Regions from separate parts of the Rattus norvegicus genome. Here region 2 is linked to region 1. The links are chromatin contacts, called in public Hi-C maps. All regions are on one chromosome and are shown on one strand. The core of a region is the stretch at or near the end of the contact, and the rest is flanking DNA. Distances in the headings are between cores, read along the strand shown.

What was found. Hi-C and Micro-C count contacts between places; a contact is called where the count stands out from the background.
Region 2: a Hi-C map of Schwann cells shows a contact between it and region 1, with 6 times the contacts expected there. The contact joins the enhancer-like site here to the promoter of Osgin2 in region 1. A contact is called at or near these places in 2 of 12 Hi-C or Micro-C datasets (the Rat2 cell line and Schwann cells).

What each region holds. Positions count from the first base shown.
Region 1 is chr5:34,311,790-34,317,653 of GRCr8, forward strand. It overlaps Osgin2 (oxidative stress induced growth inhibitor family member 2), which reads right to left and starts at 4,528. Exons shown (of 6, transcript NM_001399569.1): 1 at 4,364-4,528. The coding sequence starts at 4,407. It also overlaps the pseudogene Tuba2l-ps1.
Region 2 is chr5:34,363,662-34,369,769 of GRCr8, forward strand. No RefSeq gene overlaps it. Among named protein-coding and RNA genes, the nearest start is that of Osgin2, 50 kb to the left of the region's middle. Within about 2 kb of position 2,185, at least 8 of the 93 cell types and tissues checked have an H3K27ac peak or open chromatin away from gene starts, as enhancers often do. A contact at or near this core is called in Schwann cells, where this site is marked.

The DNA of each region.
Region 1 (5,864 bases), core at 3,278-5,777:
AGCCATGGAAAAGCAAGAAGCCCTGAAGATCTGTGCACTAGTTAGCCAGTTTAAGAGTTCTTTCCAAGACAAGATCAATCATCTCTTTGCCAGTGGTGGAGTTGCCAGGGGCATAGTTGAAGGCAGCATCTTCCTTGCCTGTGATGAGCTGAGCTGCTCAGGGTAGAAAAGCTGGCAGTAGGTACCAGTGCACAATTCATCAAGAGCTGTGGGTTCCAGGTCTATGACCACTGCCCAAGGCACATGAGAGCTAGTGCCTGTCTCACTGAAGGAGGTGTTGAAAGAGTCATCTTCTCCCCTAATGCTCAAGTTACTTGGCATGTGGCCATCAGGCTGGATACCATTTTCCAGGCAGAAGAGCTCCCAGTACATACTGCCCATCTGGACACTAGCCAGGCTAATGTGGATGGAGACACACGCACACACGGTTACTACTTTGAGGTTGCCAAGTGAATGGGGGAAACAGGGAAGCAGTACTACTTCTCACAGCACAACTCTTAAGTAGTCCATGTGATCGAACCTGCCACTTACAGTTCTCTTATGCAGAAAGCACATACCTTGTTGGCATGGCTGTTATCCATCCTCACATGCAAGCCTGTCCCTAGAAGGGTGTTGATGCTCAGCCCACCCCATTCAGAATCATTCCACCTACACCTCTAGGATTCGATGCAGATATATCTGCTGCTTCTCTACTTCTGCTTCTTGGAAATTACAGTAAACCGGAGTGGTTTTTCCCCCTTGTGGAGATATTTTTCTAACGTTTAATATAACTCTGACAAGTCTCAATCACAGGATGTAGCAGAGGCTGGCCATGAACTACTGATCCGCTTGCCTGTACTATTCAGGTGCTGGAATGACAGGTGTGCAATGCTCAGTTCAGCCTAACTTGAACTTCTTATATTATCACATTTATTTACTCTGCTGGGGGAAAAGGGGAAGGGGGTGTTGCAAGTGTGCCAAGGCACTTGTGCAGGGGTCAGAGGACAGCCTGTGGGAGTCTATTCTCTATGTGCATGTGAGTAGCAGGAATCTAACCATGTGAGTAGCCATCTCTAACCTGAGTGTTTTATGCTAGTGGGTATGAAGGAGAAGCCCTCTTTCTTTTGCAGGCTTCTATCCAGTCATTTTGCCTACACAAACCCCATTTATAGTATTGCTGTTGTAAAGGTCACAATTCTGTCTTGGGACCTGCCAACCTTCCTTTACTGTATTCCAGCCATCCTTACCTTAAAGACCGATGATTGCTCCTACAGTAAGGTTTTACCACCTAGTTCTATTGCACTGCCAACAGCAGTGTTAATTACTTAGATTATTTTGGGGGCCTCTGGAGTCTCCCTGACTAATAGCGTGTAGGGAGATGGCCAACGTCTGGGCATTGGGATTTTCATTTAACAACCTATGGGTTCTGGGAGCAACCTTATTTACGCACATAGGGCAGTGCTATTTTAAACTCCTTAAAATGTGTGTGTGTTGGTGGAGGGGTGCACAGAGGCAGTGGGAGTGGGAGGAATACTGGTATTCTCTATTTAGTCTTGCTGAAGCTACAATGTATACTTTGGGGCTATGCTACCAGCCACCAATCAAGTTTTTAGTCTGTGAACATAAAATAATTTTCCATACAGTCATGTTTTCAGTAAAGGTGTTCTGAGAAACGCACAGCTATTTCCATCCCTATGTTGACACTGAGTGTATGATACACAAATTGAAATTTATGGGAAGCCACGCCTGTATTCAGTTTGTCACTTCCTGCCTGCAACTTCAGGTAGCACACTTAGACCCTAATTTCTTCTAAGGCTTCCTGCCTTTCCTGCCTTATACTTTTTGTTAAATTTCTTTTACTTTTTTAAATGAAAATTTTAGTGTTTCATTTTTTACACTAAGTGGAACTATTTTGTTAATGTCCCTTTCTGGTTATCCATTACTGCTGTACACAAGTATAATTCACTCTTGCACGACCAATCTTGTATTCTGAAATATTGCTGAATTTGGTATAGGTCTCAAGAAAGTTTGAATCAAACATTTCCTACGACTTGAGGATAAAAAGAATCGAAGTTTAGCAGCTCTAAATTCTTTGTACATTAGCCTACCTGAATTCCACAGTAAAGGCAACTCCTGATTTCTAAGTCATTAGTATAATCTTTTAGTGTGGCAAACCATTGCCACATTTCCAAACTCTGGTTAACTGGTTTTGCCTAAAGCATTAATAAAATATATGTGCATCAGTAACTATGTACCACCTGAATTAGGAAGCTATAGTTGTGGTTATGTTCTTACAATATATTTATGCTATTATAGTTCAGGGCTATGAACAGTGTTCATTTGTACTTGGGTTTCCAGCTTGATAAACAGTCTATATAAGACAAACTATTTTCAGGTGTTTTGTTTTTTGTTTTTTTAATCCACTGTTTCTTTAATCAGGGCACGAATAAAATTGCAAAAATTATAAAATAACACATCAGAACTAGTAAAGAACATGCATGAAGAAATGTTAGCACACTGTCAGACAATAAAGTCAAGACCATTTGCTACGATGTTGGAAGCCTTGCACATTTTGCTTTGGAAACACTACGGCCCAAAGTTACTAAACAGGTAGTATAGACATAACTTTTGGCAATAAAAAGCTTCTACTCAATTATAGCAACACCTTTTTAAATAATCAAATAATACAAATCTGCATCTCAATTTTAAGGGAACTGGAACCACAATTTTAGGTTTTCTCAAATGGACACTCCCACACTAAAAGGCTCTGAGGTACCAAATAAAGGCAGTCTCACATTTTATTTTCCAGAATAGAATGTGTGAAGTCTTCTCCCTTGAAACATTCTGTCATGGTGCCTATTAATGCAGATTTTGGAGAAACCCCAAAATGTAGTTGTTATCACAAATTGCTTTAAAATAAGTCTCTACTAAAGCTGTGCAAAGGACAGCATCCGCAGCTGAGGTTGGCAACGCAATGGTGGAGCACTGACTTCATTAGCGTGGCCCCTGCATTTCATTCCCAGCAACACAAAAATCAATGAACGAAAACATCACTAGACTAGAAATGTTCCTGAAGGAGCTGGAAATCTTTTAAAAAGAAGAATCCCAGACCTAACAGAAATATTTTATTTAACAATGATACATTTAATTATAATAATCCAGTAGACATGCTTTCTTCTCTCTCAACCTGAAACTGTAGCAAATACTTTTCACTCCCTCCCCTAAATTTCTCTGCACAGAGATAAGAGGGTGGTATTTACCACATAGCCTCAGAGTAGGAATTCCAAGCTCTCCCCTCACCGTTCAAACATACACCAAAGGTGCCAGGAGAGTTATTTTCTAAAAGAAATGTAGCTTCCCAAGAGGCTTCAAATTTTCACTAAAACCTGCTTTTTACAATACTCATAGTGGATCGTTTGTGAAGTATATATATCTGTCTAGAAGGTAGTATCCAGCAGTCTGTGGCATAAAACTCTTTTAGGATCTAGAATTTGAAGTTTCATTACAAACTCAAGAGGTTGGGCAGACCTAGCTTGTTGCTATTACAGCAGGAGTCTGCTTTCTCTACACCTCACATCCCCTTCTAACCTCTTCTGTGAATATTTAATACACACAACACTTATCTATATTAAATAAAATAAGCTCTGTGGTTTGTATTGATGACAGTTACAAATACTGTGACATTAGTAATGAAAGAAATGTTAGTATTTTTTAGAAGTGATATTAATATCCTTTCCACCCAAGTTAATATTTCAATTAAATTCTATGAGCTTCTATTAAACAACTCTTTATTACTTTATCCTCTAACATTCATATATGTAAAGCCAGGCTCTGGAGTCCCTACTAAATTTAACACTTCACTCCACCCAGTTCTAGTACTTTTGACCTTTTCTGTAATTCCCCGAAGTGCTGGTCAATTGTACTGGATCTAGAACACATGTTCATTCATATTTTAAAACTATTCTTTTTCTCATCTTAACAAACTTTCATCATAATTTGAGTATAAAACCGCCACTTTCCAAATTTCTCCATCCTAACATGGCTTTAAGTCACTAATACCTTAGTAAGTCCCAACCCACTGTCATTACATGACACAATCTTCTTCACTTCCCTTCAAGCCAGTAACTTATGTTCCTAGAGCTTTAAAAGATCAAAAATTTAAAGGAGGCTCTTCACGGATTTTCAAATGTACATTTACATGTAACCGACTCACCGCCGGCCTAGCCACTCTCGCCGTCCTGTGACCCGCGCGGTCCAGGAACAAGAAGAGGGGACAAGAAAAGAGCAGGGTCCCCGGAGCTCCAAGCAGCGCCGGCCCAGCGGGCGGCGGCCGAGGAGCACACGCGGCAGAGCCAGCTCCGACCCATCCCGAGAGGAAAGTCACCTGAAATGACCGGCCAGGGAGCAGCGGCAGCACCACACAGGCATGGAGAGCGGCTGCTGTCCTCCGGGAGGGCCGACCGCAGGCTCGTCCCGGCGCGCGCCTAGCCTGCACCGCGGCTCACAGGCGCGGGAGTCTGTCCCCGGACAGTGGCTTCCGCTCCTCCCCGCCGGCGGCAGGGCGGCGCAGCGAGTGATGAGCACCGCGCTGGGGGCGTGACCGGGCGCTGCGACGGCGACGCGCGGCTCCGCCCACCAGGAGCGGCACGTGGACGAGGCCGCCAATTGGTGGAGTCGCAGCGAGGGGCGGGCCCACGGAGGGAGATGCGCAAGGCCATGGAGATGCGCAAGGCCATGGAGCTGCGGTCGGGGTCCTCACGAGGCCTACACTCGGGGCCTGTGGTGCGTGCTCGGTACCCGCACTTGCGGTTGGGAAGCAAAAGAGAAGGGGTTTCTACCTCCGGCCTGCGGGTGTCAGGAAGTCCGGCCACGAGAACCTACCTGAGCTCACGACCTCGCACTGTCTCGGGTGCGTTTGGCTTCGGCCCCCGCATCGCGGTCACCCAGAGAATCCCGCAAACCATAGGTGCTCCGGCCGCACGCACGGCGCTTCTCCGGGCCGGGTTCAGCCTCCCTTCTTAAAGAGCGCAGATCCAACATTCCCCAGAGGGGGGAAGGCCTCAGCCCTGCAGAGACGTGTGGGAAAGGGGCAGGGCCAGAAGGTGTTTTGATTCTCTTCAGGTGTCTGTGATTCCATTGGCAGTCAGGAAAATTCTGAATAGGAAGTGCATCCTATTTGATATTTGTGCAAACTTAGAAAGTGAGGGCGGACTCCTTAGGAGCGAGTGATCACCTGCTCTTATACAAGGACAACGCCCCCTTCCCAGTAAGCCATGATTATTGGGGGGCCATTAACACACGTGTAAGTTTATGTCTTTAAAAGAAGTTCTCTTTAAGAATGGTGGAGTCTTTGCATTTTTTAAAGAGAACTCATCCTGGCAGAACATTATGGTCCATGCCTTATCTTTAGCACTGGGGAGACAGAGGCAGGTGGATATCCATGAGTTCCAAGTCCAGCCTGATCTACATAGAACAGTCAGGGCTTTATAGAGAGACCCTGTCTCAAAAAGAACGAACTCAGCCTGCCTTCAGGACTTCATATCTAAAGGTGTATTTACCAGTTTATAAGAAATGTACTTCATCTCTTTGAAGTAGTAGCAGTATGACAGTTCATTTTGCTTTTAATGTGTTAACAGTTGTGAAGGAGAAAGAAGCTGTGTCTGCAGAGACATAGACTAGAACTGCAGTGTAGTCGAAAACTTAGAATGCTGCAAGTCCAGAAGCTAATTACCTTATGTAGGTTAGATCTAGTACTGCAGAACAGCAGTTCCTTGCCCAACTCTGTGAACTAACATCTTGTGACTAGTAGATAAAAACTTTTAGAAATCTATTGACTTAATAGACCACTAGCTTCCACTAACCAAAAGTTAAGATTGCAATAATAA
Region 2 (6,108 bases), core at 935-3,434, 50 kb after region 1:
GGTCTTCTCCAGGGCAACTGAACAAATATTTAGAAAAAGTTTAGAAAACGGTTAGAAAAACTATCTAGTAACCATTTTACTTTACTGAGCGTTTGGATTCTGGAAGTAAGTTCAACACACTTCCCCCTTTATAGGGGAGTCACTTGTTTAAGAATTGAAAACAATGGCCAAAAAGCTAATGCCCTGACAATCTACATTGTCTTTACCATAACAGGTGCATGGAACCAAGCGTGCACACGTTTCTTCCTGTTAGTAGGATGATCTAAAATGTCTTCTGTACTCTAATCCTTTCCTTTCTTTTTTGCCTCCTAAAACAAAGAGTAGATGATGAGTTATGGAAGTAGCAGCCAAATGCCTCTTTCCTGAAGTAATCCTCTCATGCCTCCCAACTGCAACGCCTGACAGTGTCTCTTCTGTATCTCCATGGCATAGGTCCTTCATAGAGAAAAGTTTCAATAAATTTAGCAAAGACTCAGGTTGATTACAGCCACGCACTGTGTTACGTGCTTGATAAGGTGCAGATGAAATCGATTGTATAAAACGTCAACTGTTATCCTTGAGTAACTCTATCCACCTGTTAATTATGTTCGTCCTCCCTGCAAACTGACTCTGCTAGACTGCATTTTGCTTAATCTAAATAAAAGCCTCTTTTCTGTATCTTTACTGTGTGTTAGGTCTGAAGAAAAGAAAGCATTAGACCATTAGTCACCTTGATGAATAGTTTTTGCATAATAGTTAATTTAATTTGGGAACACAACTCCCAACAAGTGGGACACAGCGGTGTTTCCAATGTGCCATGCCATGCTCCCAGCTCGCCACTATATGTAATATTGCCAAAATTCCTCAATTTCCATGTCCCCTTCTACAGTTTCAGTTACCTGTCCCTAACCAGAGTCCTGTTGTCCTTCTGAGGCTGCCACTTTGCCAGGTCTGTTTACACTACACGGGGGTTTTTACATTTGTCAGCTAGTAGTAGTTAGATGGGCTGCAGAGTACAAGCAGTGCACTGGCTACAGTCAAGTAACATTTGTTTTTGCAGTCATCACTTTAAAACACAATGCAACTGCTGGCTGGAGAGGACACGGGGCTCTCAGATAAGTGGTGGAGAAACCAGGAATGTTAATCAATCGTACTGTGTGTGTCTACTCAGTGGAGGACATGAATACCTGTTTTCCACCCACAATGTGGACGCCATCCACCGTATAGGTGGGCTGTCCTTCCTCAAGTAATCCCTCATATTAAGTGTCACTCCAAGGCTTCTTTCCTTGGCTCTGCCAAGTTGACCATTACAATAACTTTCAATGTTTAGACTGTTAGTCTGTTTAGTTCCTTACCCCACCCACAAACCTCACACCCTCTTCCTGACTCCGATCAGTCCATGTGCCCCTGGAGGAGTACCAGGTGGACACTGGCAAATAGTAACTAGACTCTAGAATTTCAAGAAGTATCTGTGCCAAGACAAGCACAGAATAAGAAAGCGTAAGAGATAACAGGACAAGCACAGACATCCGAAACCTTGGAAATGTGGCTGTGCTGGTTAGTTTTTTGTCACCTTTTTTTTTCTTTTTTTTCAGAGCTGAGAATCGAACCCATGGCCTTGCGCTTGCTAGGCAAGCACTCTACCACTGAGCTAAATCCCCAACCCCAGTTTTTTGTCACCTTGACGTAAGCCAGAGTCATCTGAAAGGAGAGAAGCTCAACTGAGAAAATATCTCCGTGAGATCCAGCTCTGAGACATTTTCTTAATTAGTGATTAATGGGGAGGTAGGGCCCAGCCCATTTGGGGTGATGCCAACCCTGGACTGGTGGTCTTGGGGTTCTAGAAGACAGCAGGATGAACAAGCCAGGGATAGCCAGCCAGTAAGCAGCATGGTCCATGGCCTCTGCATCAGTTCCTGATTCCAGGTTCCTGCCCTGTTTGAGTTCCTGTCCTGACTCCCTTCCATTTTAAGCTGCAATGTGGAACTGTAAACAGAATAAACCCTTTCTCTCCAACTTGCTTTTTGGTCAGGGTATTTTGTGGAAGCAATAGAAGCCTTAACTAAGTGGCTCACTGTTTGACCAGAGACAAAATTGGGCTCAGGCAGGACTGATTGCCCTTGCTCCCCTCTCCACAGCACAAACACATGCATTCCCTATAAAGCCTGAGGGCTGGATCGGAATGTAGGGCAGATTTTTTAGGGTATTAGTCCATTGTTTTCTCGCTGCTAGCTCTCTGAATACAGCACAGCTTAAAGACTCAATTTCTGTCTCTTCTCAATGGTGATTTGAGGAGTGAAGCGTTATGAGCGCTCTGGTGTTCTGCTGACTGTGATAGCCTCCGGACTCGCTAGTAACTTCCTGAATTATGGAGAAGCCAAGGAGTCCAGGAGTCACAGTGTCACAATTGCTGCCTAGACTTGCCGGGGCCTGGAGTTCTGGGCTGGAAACCTCCCCTGCAGCCATCATGTGATTTTGCTTGGAGATTTTCCCTGTCCTGGTTCTCTCCTGGCACCATCTATCACTCTCATCTAACAAATTGAATTGCCGACTCTCTGATTCGGTTTCTGGGTTAAGGCTTGTTTGACCTCTGTCCTAAAGTGCTTTCTGTGTAGTTCTCAGTCCTGGCTATAGGCTGTGTGACCTCTTTGTTAAAGATGCCAGCCTATTCTGTTTTCTCTGTTTTATTTTATAACTCTTATTGATGCAATGGGTGTCACAGCCCGTAGTCCTGATGACAGCCCCTTGGAATATATTCTGAAAATTGGTATGATTATATTATACTTCTATAAGGAAAAAATTTCATCTGTTTGGTATCTCTTACCCCCATGTATTTTGTGTTTGAAATGGCGGTTATGGATTAACATATAAAGATTTTTTTCACTCTTTGTATTTTCTCTTCTTTTTCTCTTATATAAGATGGTTCATTGCTTAATGTCACTGATAGTTCTGTCATTTTGGCCTGCCCTGGCTGGATTGTAACATTCTGTAAGTTTCAGACTGCTGTAAGCCAAGGGAAAAAAAAACTAAGCAAATTGGGCTCTTGGGAGGCAGAGGCGGGAGGACAGACCTCTGTGAGTTTGAGGACAACCTGGTTTATATGGTGAGGTCTAGGACATTCAGAACTACATAAAAAAAGAAAAACAAGACAACAAACAAACAAAAACAATACAGAATGTGGTGGAGTTGGGCAGAAGACACCAGATACCTACCAGCCTTGTGGCCCACCCAAAGTAGGATTCCCCCCCCCCGCCCCCACACACACCATGTGCAAGCATGTTCTGTGACAGAGACAGCAGAGAAAGAGAAGCAGAACAGTTGAGTATCAGGAGAGTCAGAAGGTGAGGAGGGTGAAGAGGAATAGCTTGCTGTGAGTAGCCTGCCCTGCCATCTGAGGCCATGGTGACATCCTGGCCTGTGCTGCCACGGCAGGCCATGTCTCTCTCTGTGGCCATGCAGTAGCAGTGGTATGTAGTGACATCATGGTTCATATTACCACTAAAGGCCTTGTAGATGTTCCTGATCTGTGCTGCTGTCTGGGACCATGTAGATGTCCAAGATGTTCAGAGATGGCCCTGTCCCTCACTGGCTGTAGCACTCTGAAGAGCTGGCCCCACCCTTCATCAGCTGAAACCAGGAGAATGGGCCCTGTACTTTGCCTAGGTAGCAGGGTAGAGCTCACCCTGGTATCGTGAGCACAAGAGAGCTGGCCCTACCACGAGTCTACTGTTTGGTCGTATGGTTGAGGGACAGATGCCTCTCCCCATCTCATTCCTTGGCTGCAGGCAATAGAGCTGACTCAGAAGTCATAAGAGTGAGAGACCTGGACCTGCCCTATGCAGGCTGCGACACTCAGGAGAGCAGGCTCACATCTCACCTGGGAAGTACAGTAGAGCTGGCTCTGATAGCTTGGGCACAAGTGAGCTGATCTGCAAGGGCATGAAATTAGGGGACTCTGACTCTTGCTTGCTGTGGCATTTGGTGAGTTAGCTAGAGCAGTGCTGGAGAGCTGTCCAGGCTGACCAACTTAGCTACTGCCCAGGATCAGATCCAGGGCTTGGAGTTGTCCCACCCCAACATCTTACCTCATCTGTGAACTGCTGGAGCATTCAAAGGGGCCCGTTCTGTGGGTCCAAAATTGCAGGATCTCCATGATTGATGGCAATAACAGAATATCCAAGAGGTATCCCAGTGATGCTTCAGTATTGATAATGTAGCAGAAGCCTGGAACCAGACCACTGCAATGAACATATACAAGTAAAGATGTGTGGACAAAAGGGTATATACTCTGGGGCGCACTGTGACACATTACAGCTTCCACAGTGACAGTCTATTTTGTTTACTTTATTTTTGTTTTTTCTTTGGGCTAGGGTTACAAGGGCAGAGGACAGATATGAAGGGAATGGCAGATGAGGGGGGTTGGGGCGCATGATGTGAAATTCATAAAGAATTAATAAAAAGTTTTAAAAACCTCCAAGCAGCAATAAAGCCTGACTGGGATGACAATGGAGAAGTGCCTTATAACTTGACAGTTTGTGAAAAGGTGGCCTCAATTCTTGGCGTGGCGTCATAAATATGACTTGGATTCAGCTCTTGTTCAATAAGTTGATAAACTTGTTTATTTTATTACTGTGTCTCATCTCATTAAGGAGGGAATAAAATGAAAAAAGGAATCACTGTGTAGGAAAGATAAGTATAAGGAGACAATATAAGGATATAAGCGGGTGCATCTTGGGTAGGGCAAATTAAAAATAAAATAAAATAAAATACTTTTTTTAATAATGAAGGGTTTGGTTTGGTAAAATAAGATTTCGTTCCAAGGCAAACATGACTAGATTTTTCCAAAACAGAAAAAGAAAGGTGAGAGAAGAATCAGAACCCTTAGGTCTATTGCAGAAGATCCAAGTAAATCACAAAGGGTTTATGGGGGATCAATCACGAAGGTGGTATATGCATGGTAGCTAAAGGTTAAAGGTTATCAGAACTAAAAGGGTCAAAGTTCAACATGCTGACGCTAAAATGTAGTCCTCTGTTTAAAGTCCGTGAAAGTCTCTTAAGATTCCGTGTGAAATTTCTGAACTTCTACAATGTTTTATACCAGACAATTTTTTTTTAATGAAAATATGAGGAAGCATATATATATATATGTTGGCTACATAGAAAGTGTTTGCAGGAGGGAGTGTCATACAGGAGCAGGAAGCTATGGAAGACATGATGCCTGTTCTCAACTTCGATATCACCTTTCCTGAGAAGAAAGTAGTTTTCAAGGTTCTGCCAAAGAAAAGAATTAAAATAAAAGAATCATTTCTAAAGCAGAAAATCCAAGTCACTGACAGAGTCATTCAGTAAGAGAAGAGGCTGCCTTAACGTGTGGTAGGACTCCCTGTGGGCCATGAGACGTTTATTACCACGGTAGGTGAACGCTCTTGTCCAACGAGTGTCCAGGAAAACAGAGGGACCAGAGAGGACAAAAGCAAATTTGTGTCGGTAAGAGGTAGACAACCCTTTCCAAGTGACTGCCAGAGTCAAGAATCTGCCATTTTATCGGTGTCCACATTTCCATTAAGATACGCAGATTAGCGACAGTGTTTCCTGACTCTCCCCACCGGAAGTAGGTGTAACACGGGGAAATCGCTCTTGTTGTGCTTTGTATCTTCTTCCCTAGGCCTGAAGCTTCAAAGGTTGTATATGCAATTGTCTTATTTTCTTAATTTTTATTTACAGGCTCCTTCAGCTCAGTTCTTATGAGATCTAGAATACCCCTGTACTTTACAAAATCCCTTAGCTCCCCACAAATTAACAAAGATTTGTCGTCGTTGCTGTCGTTTTTTTTTTTTTTTTTTTTGGAGCTGGGGATCGAACCCAGGGCCTTGCGCTTCCTAGGCAAGCGCTCTACCACTGAGCTAAATCCCCAACCCCGTTGCTGTCGTTTTTTAATATCTCATCTAATCGTTTTAAAAGCACAGCCCCGATATGCCACAATAACTTGTGGGTAGGAATAGTGGTGACGAATAGACGTCTCCCTTGGTTTTCTGTTGCTTGGCTTTTAGCACATGTTTCTTAAGTAACAAGTCTATGAATGGTTCACATAATAAAGTTATTACAGAGGTAAGATGGTGGCTTGCTCCA